Regions from separate parts of the Mus musculus genome. Here region 1 is linked to region 2. Evidence: chromatin contacts called from public HiChIP or PLAC-seq data. All regions are on one chromosome and are shown on one strand. The core of a region is the stretch at or near the end of the contact, and the rest is flanking DNA. Distances in the headings are between cores, read along the strand shown.

The links. HiChIP or PLAC-seq counts read pairs in DNA pulled down with a chosen protein or histone mark.
Region 1: a contact with region 2 is called in an HNF4G HiChIP or PLAC-seq map of pancreatic cancer cells. The contact joins two enhancer-like sites. A contact is called at or near these places in 4 of 484 Hi-C or Micro-C datasets (the G1E-ER4 cell line, double positive thymocytes and embryonic stem cells), 1 of 115 datasets of contacts at active chromatin or transcription factors (pancreatic cancer cells) and 3 of 9 other capture datasets (adipose tissue, liver and pancreatic islet).

The regions. Positions count from the first base shown.
Region 1 is chr1:36,429,605-36,435,362 of GRCm38.p6, reverse strand. The region is part of intron 4 of Lman2l (lectin, mannose-binding 2-like); the gene reads left to right. Among named protein-coding and RNA genes, the nearest start is that of Lman2l, 13 kb to the left of the region's middle. Within about 2 kb of position 2,127, at least 27 of the 459 cell types and tissues checked have an H3K27ac peak or open chromatin away from gene starts, as enhancers often do. A contact at or near this core is called in pancreatic cancer cells, where this site is marked.
Region 2 is chr1:36,197,208-36,202,383 of GRCm38.p6, reverse strand. It overlaps Uggt1 (UDP-glucose glycoprotein glucosyltransferase 1), which reads left to right. Exons shown (of 41, transcript NM_198899.2): 11 at 619-679; 12 at 4,749-4,840. Among named protein-coding and RNA genes, the nearest start is that of Uggt1, 45 kb to the left of the region's middle. Within about 2 kb of position 1,848, at least 31 of the 459 cell types and tissues checked have an H3K27ac peak or open chromatin away from gene starts, as enhancers often do. A contact at or near this core is called in pancreatic cancer cells, where this site is marked.

The sequences.
Region 1 (5,758 bases), core at 878-3,377, 230 kb before region 2:
GGTAGCACCCTTGGAGCACAGATGTCTTTGTTCAGTTGAAACCAGAGTCTAGTGGCAAGAGACTTCCTGGAATGACAACACAGAAGAGCAAAGCTGTTGGCAGGCTGGGCTGTCTTTTTGTCTGTGACGTGTTTGAGCCTCACACATGGGAGGGAGAGGCAGCCAGGAGTGAGATTAGCAGCTCCCCAGTCTGCCTTGATCAGGCTAGCCTGGATATCGTAGTCTAGGTAGTCCCCATATTTTTACATATATATATGTATACACACACACACACACACATATATATACATATACACACACACACATACACACATATATATATTCTCCTCCTTTTAACTGGAAGAAAATGAACACTAATGTCTTCAAAACACATTTCAAGCTGAGGAAATAGTGATACAACTCATGCCCAGAAAGTGGAGAACTCAGTCCCTAACACCTCCCCACCTAACCCCCACCCCCCACACTAATAATACCACAGACCTGCAAGCACACACGTATGCATACCTTGGGTTCCCTTAGTCCTTCTCTTGATAAACTAATTTTACTTGGTCTTTTTTGACCCATGGAATCTCCCCTGCTCCTCTCTCTTTTTTTTTTTTTTTGAGACAGGGTTTCTCCGTGCAGCCCTGGCTGTCCTGGAATTTGCTCTGTAGACCAGGCTGGCCTCTAACGTAGAGATCCATCTGCCTCTGCCTTCTGAGGCTTGTGCTACCACCATCTATGGAAATCTTTTTCAAAGGAACTCTGACTTCTTAAGTTTTCATGTTTTAACGCTTAGATGTGACACCTTTTTTTTTTTAAAGTTTCTTAGATGATGATGCTCAAGTATATAAGCATTGTTTAGGGGCCTGGAAGTACCCCTTTTTCCACAGCCTTTGAGGAGCTGAGAGCTGAGGTCAGAGTCACCTTGTAGGAGGCCAATGGGGTTTGGTGCTGACAGAGTCGTGTGTCTTAGCTTTATTGCCTGCTCTGAGGAGTATAGATTCTGCTTAGATACTCGGGTTTCCTTTCTGTTCCTGCATGAAAGACTAGCTGAAGAGCATTGTAGGGCCAGTGGCATTGAGGACTCATGTGCACAGCTCAAGAGGAGGCTGCCTCCTAGCAGCACCTAGTAGAGAAGTCATTTGTTCTGTTGCTACAGAAAATCCAGAGCGGGGAAGAAGGCAAATCTGTATAGGCATCTTTTTACAAATGAAAAGGTCGCATCATATAGCAGCTGTCTAAAGACATAGTTATGAAGCTGGGAGTTTAAGATCTGATGGATGTCAGATCCAGATAAATCATTATTTTGATAAAAGTTTCAAATTTATAGATTGTTAATCTGTTAGAGAGTTCTAGAATATACCCTACTGATACTACCCAGGCTGGTATCAAACTTCTGGTCCTAGGTATTGTTCCTGCCTCAGCCTCTTGAGTAGCTGGGATTATAGTCATGTACCACTTTGCCCCCAGCCTGTGTCCTTTATATGCCCCGGGCATGCACACACTTGCTCACACGTGAGCATTTTCTTCTCAACTAGCTAAGAGTAATTGTTGAACTTTGCCTCCTTAACCCCAAATGCACTGTGTTTTTCCTAAAACAGCAAGAACTATTCCTAGCATAATGGTCAAAAAACAGAGGAGTTAAAAATGCTGAGCTCACTGCTACTAGTCTTCAGCTCCACGTGGGTATCCTTAATGCTCCTTGATGTGCTTTTAGCAGAAGAAAACCCAAGGAACATACATTCTCTCTCTCTCACTTATTTTGTGTATGGGGTAGAGTGCATGCATGTAGAGGTCAGAGGACAACTTGCTAGAGTTGGTTCTCTCCTTCCACCCTCTGGGTCCCAGGGCTCAAACTGGTTGTCAGGCTTGGCAGCAAGGCCCTTTCCCCATTGAGCCATCTCGCTGCCCTCTCTTAGTCTTTAATTTGGAGCCACTTTGCAGTCTGTCTTTGTGCTTTAGAGTTCCTGCTTAGGTATGCTCTTTACATACCTGACTTTTCCTTTAAAAAAAAGTATGCTTTAAACTTCGGCTTATTTAAAATAGGCAGGGTCTTACTTTGTATCCTGGTCTGTAACTGTAGCAGTCCTGGGAGCATAGGTATCCACTATACTTGCTGAGACTTCCTTTATGATGACAGATAGACTGGTCATACACTGTGACTCAGTCAGGGCTCTGGAGCGAACCACTTGGTCTCAGACCTTAAGTACATTCCTGAATACCAGTGTTTTCTCTCATGAGATTTCTTGCCTGTGAAGTGAGGACACTGGCTCACAGGTGGCTCGACTGTTAAAGGTACCTGTCACCAAGTGAGTTTGATCTCCAGGACCCAAAAGGTGAAAGGAGAGAACCGGCTCCCTCAAGCTGTCCCCTGACCTCTCCCTGCTAAATAAGTAAACGAAGTGAGTTAGCAAGGAAGATGGTGGTGCTGGCTCGCAGGCCTGAGAGCACTGAAGGCATGTCCCCTTAATGACTGCTGCTACTTACCCCCTAGGTGGATGCCAGCGTGGCAGTAGCTGCTGTGCGGCTCCTCTTCCCACCCCTTTCTTCACATCTAGCGTTAGGCACAGCTTGGCAGTTTGTAGCAGGCTTAGGTTGGGAATCACTGCCCCAGAAGAGGGGCTCCCTTGTGCTAGTTGGTGAACTCAGGAGCGCTGGGACAAGAGGGATTCCCGGCCAAGATTCTGAACAGAGAAGTGACTTTTCCCAGGTGCTAAGTGTAGTCAAGTGTGTTTTATTTTAGGAAGTTATATAGTTCTTAACCTTTTGGTGTTACGGTATTAAAAATGACCTTTTCATTGTATTTTAATATATTTAAAATGCATTTAAAAAAAAAAAAAAGGAACAGATTGCACCTATTAATTCCCAAATGTTTCTAGACATTTTTCTGGTCTGTGTCAGCCAAGGAAATTATTCTCCTGAATCATGCATGTTTGGCTTTGAACAATATATAATGTAAAAATTCATTAATGCAGCTATTAATTGACTGGATTTTTGTTGACGTCCTCCTGAATGCCAGTCATGGTGCCAAGTGGTCCACCCTTCTCATCTACCCATAGTTAATCCCGTGAACTCTACACCTCACTCACGTATCCCAATAAGGATATGACGTAGAGGTCGCACAGCGCGAAGGCATGCAGCTGCAGGTAGTGTAGGATGATGAGGACGCAGCCTCGGCTTCCAGAGACCCTCTGTGCTCCTGTCTGTTAGGCATCAACCCATCAAACCTGTAGAATTTTAAAATCCACAACTCCAGAAGTTCATGAGAATCTTTTTTGGTGGGAGAGACAGGGTGCTGATGCTAGGCCGGAGTTTACTATGTAACCAAGTATCGCAAGGATGGCTGTGGACTTACAGGCATGTGCAGTCATGCTGTTTTTGTTTTTGTTTTTGTTTTTGTTTTTTGAGACAGGATTTCTCTGTATGGCCCTGACTGTCCTGGAACTCACTTTTTAGACCAGGCTGGCTCCGAACTCAGAAATCTGCCTGCCTCTGCCTCCTAAGTGCTGGGATTAAAGGCGTGCGCCACCATACCCGACCATGCTCAGTTTTATGTGGAGCTGAGCATCTAACCCAAGGCCATGTGCATGCCAGGCAAGCATCCTACCATGTAAGTTACACTCCAGCTCCCTTACCACCATATATATCTATCTTCTTTCTTTCTCTCTCTCTCTCTCTCTCTCTCTCTCTCTCTCTCTCTCTCTGAGGCCAAGTGAAAGAAGTTGATTTAGTAAGAAAAGGGAGGAAACACCCAAGAGTGGGAGGGGTCCATGGAAGAATTCTGAGTATCTTGTTAATGAGTGAATGTTGCTGAGGGTCATTTAAAAAACTATGGCTTCAGCTTGGTGGTGCACGCCTTTAATCCCAGCACTCGGGAGGCAGAGGCAGGCGGATTTCTGAGTTCGAGGCCAGCCTGGTCTACGAAGTGAGTTCCAGGACAGCCAGGGCTACACAGAGAAACCCTGTCTCAAAAAAACAAAACAAAACAAAACAAAACAGAACAAAAACTATGGCTCCAGTGGTGCAAGGTTTGGAAACTTTTTACAGGCGGGAATTCCTTATTTTGGGGGCTCTGAATTGGGAATGAAATGCCCACCTTGCCGTAGTGTTAGTTGATGAAGCCACAGATGGTAGGTTCTGGTGTTTAATTCTGATGGCATGTCTCAGTCTTCCTGGGGCTGAAGATGTAGCTCAGTCAGAGTGTTTCCATAGCACACAGGAAACCCCAGATTTGACCCCTAGCATGTCATGGACCTGGTAGTGGCAGAAACTTCCCAGCACTGGGGAAGTGCAGTAGAGAAACTCAGTCATCCTGGGATACACAGAGTCTGGTGACAGCCAGGTCTACATAAATGTCTCAGAAAAACAAAACCAAGGATGAACCCCTGAGCCCCATTCTAGATTGTTGGGAAATTCCGTGACTGGGGTATGCTTATGTACACAGATGAAAGGCTTCTCCAGGGTGACTTGGGCTGAGCTTTCCCCATGGCTTTGGCTGGGTGATTAGATGTCTCACTAGCCTTAGGAAGAGTTGGGTACCCTTGCCTAAGGATTGCTGTCCCAGGCATTCTAAAATTCTAAGTGAATTTTGTGATTAGAAGTGATAAATAAAGCAAATCTGGGGTCATCAGAGCACCTTAGGGCATTTTTTTAATCCCTTCCTTTCCTTAATTGTTCACTGAAGTTACAAGCTTTCTCAGAATTCATTTCTGAGAATTACTTAATAACACGCTGGCAATTACCTTGTCCTAAATGGCAGTTGCATAAGGGTAATGTTATGGTGGCTTAATCATCCGCTGATGGACTACATACTCCTCTGGGTCCCATCGCAGCACATACGTTATGCTGGGGTTCACAACATCTGGGGGCTCCCTACCTCAGTACCCTGGTCCCTGAGGCTGATGTGCTCTGCCTTGCCTCGCACCAGTCTCTCCTTACATCAGACTGTGTGCTGGACTCCCTCTGACTGCCTGGGCCCTGCCCTGAGCACAGTCCTCTCACCGTCTGCTAGCGCCTCCTTTTTCACCAGAGCAGTTAGCTGGACCCCAGCATTTCACACAGTCCTGACTCAGCACGGTTGGCTTTCCTAAGGAGGAGAGGGCTGCATGCTTTGGGACCCTCCCCCTTAGGATCTGGGCTGAACTGAGCGTGTGGCTTCCTCTCAGAGTTGAGAGCTGTGGAGATTTGCTGAGGCAAAGCTGAAGTGCCTCAAGCCCAATGACTTTCTAATCTTGTGCTGCCGCGCTCCCACGGAGCTTCACCCTGCCCCCATGTTGTAGGTCAGTGACAACAGTTATTTGGGATCTATGTCCATGAGGCTCAATTAGAGGGCAAATGATCCCTTTGGATTAGAGTTAATTTTATGGTCTCATACAGTAGGGTTTTTTGTCTTCTGGGCAAGAGCTGTATCCTGAGACCTGAGCAGTATAAGACATCTCAAACTTGGAAGAGTTCATTTTTTTGTTGTTTTTGTTTTTGTTTGGTCTCTTTTTCCCCTGTGCTATAGACATACAGTGGTCTAGGAGACTTAACCCAGCTGTGTTTGGGTAGTGCAAGATGGTTTGTTTCACAAAGCTGCTAAAAACCCCAGGTCTCTTCCATGGGGTAGAGAAGAGAGGCCTTTGAAGTAGGCTCCTTTGAGAGTCTGATAGCCAGACAGTCTCACAGTGGTGGTGTGCGGCACCTGCAGGCACTTTGCATATACTGTGAGAGCTTCAAGAGCTTGCTGGGAGCCCTTTGTGGACCTTAAATTTCTTTTTTTTTTTTTTTTTTTTTG
Region 2 (5,176 bases), core at 599-3,098:
CTTAGAAACAGACTCAGGGAGACTGACTTGTTCATAGTAACAGAATGAATTTCCTGACATTGCTGTCTATTCTGTAGTGTTAATCTCTGACTATGAATGTGAGGCAAAATTGTCTAAAAGCCAAATTCTTAGAAACTTTTCCAGATGTTGTCTTAAATAACTAAGGTTAAATTCTTGGCTAAGAGTTTCCTAAGTAAGCCCCTTTTTCACCGTGGAGTGCCTATGGAAGATTTCTTAAGCCATTACGCTTAAAGCCATTATGCTTAAAGCCATTACGCTTCTGGAAGACACACAGGGTTCAGCCTCCACGAGAGGATTTAATAGGACTAGCAGTCAGCCGGAGTACGTTTCTGCTGGCTAGTTATCTGAGCAGCAAATGTCACATCAGGAGTAGGGCCACACAGTCAAGAAATCGGAAGCCACCAGACTTGTCACGTCCTGCCACCATGCGGCATCTGCAGGGTGAACACGTTTGCCAGTTCTGCAGCTGTGAGGTTTACTTAGTTCTTATTTTTATAATTTATTGAGTCATATGGTTCATGTCTAAAAACAGGAAAACTGAAGACCTTTATATGGAATGCTAAGCTAAACACTGATCACACTTTTATCCTTTTTTAGAGCAATAACGAAAACGGCTGTGAGCGCGCAGCTTAGAGCGGAAGTGGAAGAGAACCAGAAGGTATTGCTGACTGTTAGAAAGTACTCCACTGTTGTAGAAGACACTCCTGGGCTGTAGCTTTAAAAAATGGAGAGACTTGAATTAAGTTCGTAGCATTTAGTAGTATTCCTCTTAGTAATACTATTATCATACAGTACTTTTTATCAGATTTGTAGCATTTTGTTTAGGAGAGGCTCCTGACTGGAGGTTGGGGGTGCGGTCAACAGGGAGTGTGGGCCTCCTAAGTCTTTAAGCCTTTCGTTCCTGCCTTTGGTGCATTCCACGTGGAAGCTGGGCTCTTGTCCTCCTTTCCTGTCAGCCCCACATGTAGTTCCTGGAGGCTGCCAGGATGCTCACTGCTCCCTCCTATCCCTTTGTTCCAGAATCCATCCATTGGCCTAGAGCTGTGGGTGTGTTCAGCTTATCCATCTATCTACCTGTCTGTCTGTCCATCCATCCGTCATCCATCCATCCATCCATCCATCCATCCATCCATCCATCCATCCATTCACTTACGGTTTTTCAAGACAGGGCTTCTGTGTTCCTGATGGTCTTAGAACTCTGTAGATCAGGTTGGCCCTGAGATTGACCTCCCTCTGCCTCCCAAGTGCTGAGATTAAAGGCGTGCGCCACCACACCTGGCCTCAATTAGCCGCTTTTACCCCTAGATTTCATTATGGGTAGGACGTTAGTTAATTAAGTAGATTTGAGAAAGAAAGAAACCAAATACTTCACACATATTTACTAAATTAAAAACATCACCATGGGTGGTGGTAACTACACCTGCAACCTCCAAGTGTGAGAGTAGAGGTAGGAGAACTGGAACTTCTTGGTCCATCCATTCGTGGCTATGTAGTGAGTTTGAAGCCAGCTTGGGGCACATCAGTCTCTGTTTCAAAAAAACAAAAAACAAATAAAAACACTCAATTTAGTAATTGCATGTACATTTATTTTCCAGAATAGCAGTGTTAACTATACCTTTGAATTTACGATCCCCTGTTTACTGCACTAAGGGTGGTGGGGTCTGGGAGAATAAAGCCTGAAAATGAAGTGGACTAAAGTCTCATGCTAAGCCAGCCTTACTCAGAGTGTCAGACAGTTTGTACTCTCAGGGTTAAGAAGAGTCACAGAGTAAAGTATCCAGTCCTAAGGGCAAACCACATGCGGCAAAGCCATGTTTTTCTAGAGAGGTGAGTAAACAAATAACAATAGCCAGCTGTATTGAGCAGCCTGACGTGACTCACCCCTATCCACCACACCTCAGAGGAGCACAGAAACAAGGACAATTCTGTATTTTCGAAGGAACGGAGGTCACAAGACTCTTGTTTTGTTTTCTTAGAGTTTTCTCACAAGCACTTGGAATTTCCCTCACATGACTCCATTCATTCTTGGTCCATGTTCTGACAGTTCCACATGCCAGGGAGGCAGAATATTAACTTATGTGAGCTATATTGGTATTTCTTGGATTTTTAATGTTTTTGAGTAAAGCATGTTATTTAAAAATGCTTAAATACATGCACACAAAATTCTTAAAGATGAAACACAAGTGTGCATGAAATCTTAAATCCAGTGTGATGAGTTTTCTCACTGTGAAATCTCCTCTGTGTTTCAGATCTTGATCTACATTGGGTTGTATGTACAAGCTCAGAATTAGTCTTTCTTACCATCTCAGAGGCCCAAGCGAGCAGATTTGAAACTGTCCTGTGGAGAAAATTCCAATTCTTTTCTATTTTATTTTAAGTGTGTCTGTGTGCGTGCGTGTGTGCGTGCACATATAAGTATATCATGGCTCACTATTGAGGTCAGAGGACACTTTGAGGAGACATTCTTGTCTTTTCCCTTGCTGAGGCAGGCTCTACTTGTTTCTGACGCTGTACTGTATGCTCCAGGCTGGTTGTGCTGTAGGCTGGGTTAACAGATGTATGTACACTGCCACGTCTGGTGTCTCACATGCACTCTGGGAAATGACTTGAGCTGGCTTGAAGGCTAGTGCTTCTGCCTGCCTGCCCTTCCCTGGTTTGGAATTCCAGTCCTTAGCTGCTTCAGCTTTCCATCATTTCTGTGGTTTTGTTGTTTTTGTTTTTAAGCAAATTTTGTTGTAGTTCATATTTAAAACCTTTTATGTTTTTTTTTGAGGTTATAATATAATTACATCTTTCTTTCTCTTCCTTCCCCCTCCCCCTCTTTATTCTTTCAGATATATAGCCTCTTTTGTCATTGCTGTATATGTAGATGTGTGTTTTCTATATTTTTGTGTTCTCATATTGTTTTCTGATTGATGCTGCCGTGTCTGTGAAGCATGAGACACAACAGCTTCTCACTGTTTGGTTTTCCCATGCAGTGCTAGAATTCAGAAGTATACCTTTTCCTAGTCCTCTGAGTACTGGAAAGTGAAGGTGTTCTCAGAGTTCATCCAAAATTCTGTTGTTGGTATCTGGTAACTCCTTTTGCACGGCACTCTACTGTCTAGCAATATTGTATCACTGTACTGTCTCGTGTACTGTACCTCTGTCCTGTCTAGAGAACTGTATCACTGAACTGTCTAGAGAACTGAATCACTGCACTGTCTAGAGTACTGCACCACTGCACTGTCTAGAGTACTGCACCGCTGCACTGTCTAGAGTACTGCACCACTGCACTGTCTAGAGTACTGCACCACTGCACTGTCTAAAGTACTGCACCACTGTCTAGAGTACTGCACCGCTGCACTGTCTAGAGTACTGCACCACTGCACTGTCTAGAGTACTGCACCACTGCACTGTCTAAAGTACTGCACCACTGTCTAGAGTACTTCTTCCAGTCCTCGACTTTATTAAGGGGCCCTTGTGTTGCTTGCCAGCTCAGCTTTGATTGGCATCACAATCAGGAAAAGCAACAGAAACATAAAAAAGCAAAGCTTATGCACTGTAGTCTAGCATTTGCAGACAGAGGTAGGGGGAATTCCAGAGCCCATGTGACTTGATAGAAGTGAGAATCTTCCTGAGACACTGACTGTAGATAGCGTCTGCCTTCAGTATTAAGGAGATAATTGTAAAGGGCTTTCTAAGGCAGTGAACAAACATGTACATTCCATTGGTGTCCCGCATAAGGCAGAACTGTAAGCTTTAGTTCTTTGTAGTCCAGAGAATTATTGGAAAAGGAACTCAAAAGAATAAATATCTTACTTATTGTGGGCCAAGAAGAAACATGTTATTTTAAAAATTAAATAGAGATAATATTTGTTCAGTTCGTCCTACTTATATTATGTTGTGTGTGAGGGATGCATGTATGTATGTATGTGTTTGAGTGTTTGTGGAACACATTTTTGTGGGTACGTATGTATTTGGGTGGATGTGTACAGAGCCTGGGGGTTGATGTTGGGTGTCTTTCTGATTTGTGCCCTACTTTATTTACTAAGGCAGGGTCTCTGACTGAACCTAGGACTCACACATTCAGCTTATCTAGCTAGCCAGCTTGTTTTTGGGGTCCCATCTCTCCCACAGTGCTGAGGTTACAGATGGATCTCCATGCCTGCCTACCTGGCCTTCCCGTGGGTAGCTCTGGGGATTTGAACCCCAGGCCTCCCTCTTGCATGGGAAGCACTTTCTTTATCCACTGAGCCACTTCCTGGCCCCTCTGGTTTCTTTCCTGATACGTGACCCTTGGTGTTCCTGCTCCGCGTGCCCAATGTTATAGAAATCATCTTGTCATTATCAGAATGGAGGGAGGAGGGGAGGATGAAAGATGAAGACCCAGTAAGGCAGTGTCTTTGCTCATTGCAGTAGGTGCTCAGGAGGGGAGGATGTGTGGAGAATATAGAAGCCAGTCTTTTGTTTGTTTTGTTTTGTTTTTGTTTTTGTTTTTTGAGGCAGGGTTTCTCTGTATAACCCTGGTTGTCCTGGAACTCACTTTGTAGACCAGGCTGGCCTGGAACTCAGAAATCCGCCTGCCTCTGCCTCCCAAGTGCTGGGATTAAAGGCGTGCACCACCATGCCCGGCTAGAAGACAGTCTTAACCTAGCCTAGGAATGTCAAGATTTATGTGGGCAGTAAAGCCCAGGAAGAGCAAGCTTTGCTAAGTGTGCTCTCCCTGCCTTTGTGTGTGCTTTCAGTATTTCAAGGGAACTATAGGATTACAGCCTGGAGACTCAGCGCTCTTCATCAATGGACTTCATATCGATTTAGACACCCAGGATATATTCAGGTTTGGAAAATATTTCTATTCTCTCCCTGCCCCCTCCCTCCCTCCTTCCTCCTTTTTCTCTCCTCCCCCCTCCCTCCCTCTTCTCTCCCCTCCCTTCCTTAGGTTTTATAACTGACGTGCTCAGGTTCATGTTTCTGCTCAGCGTGGCATGAGGGAAGGCTCATAGCTCATGATGCTCGCTGGAGCTGGGCTCATGCTCTGATGGGGTGTGCAGCATGAATCTTCCTGTCTTGTGGATCAGGGCATGTGCAAGGCTTGAGTGTTTTTAAGGATATATCTTTGGAGTTGTAGTTATCTGATGTGAACCTCTATTCTTCACCCACATATGCATGCATT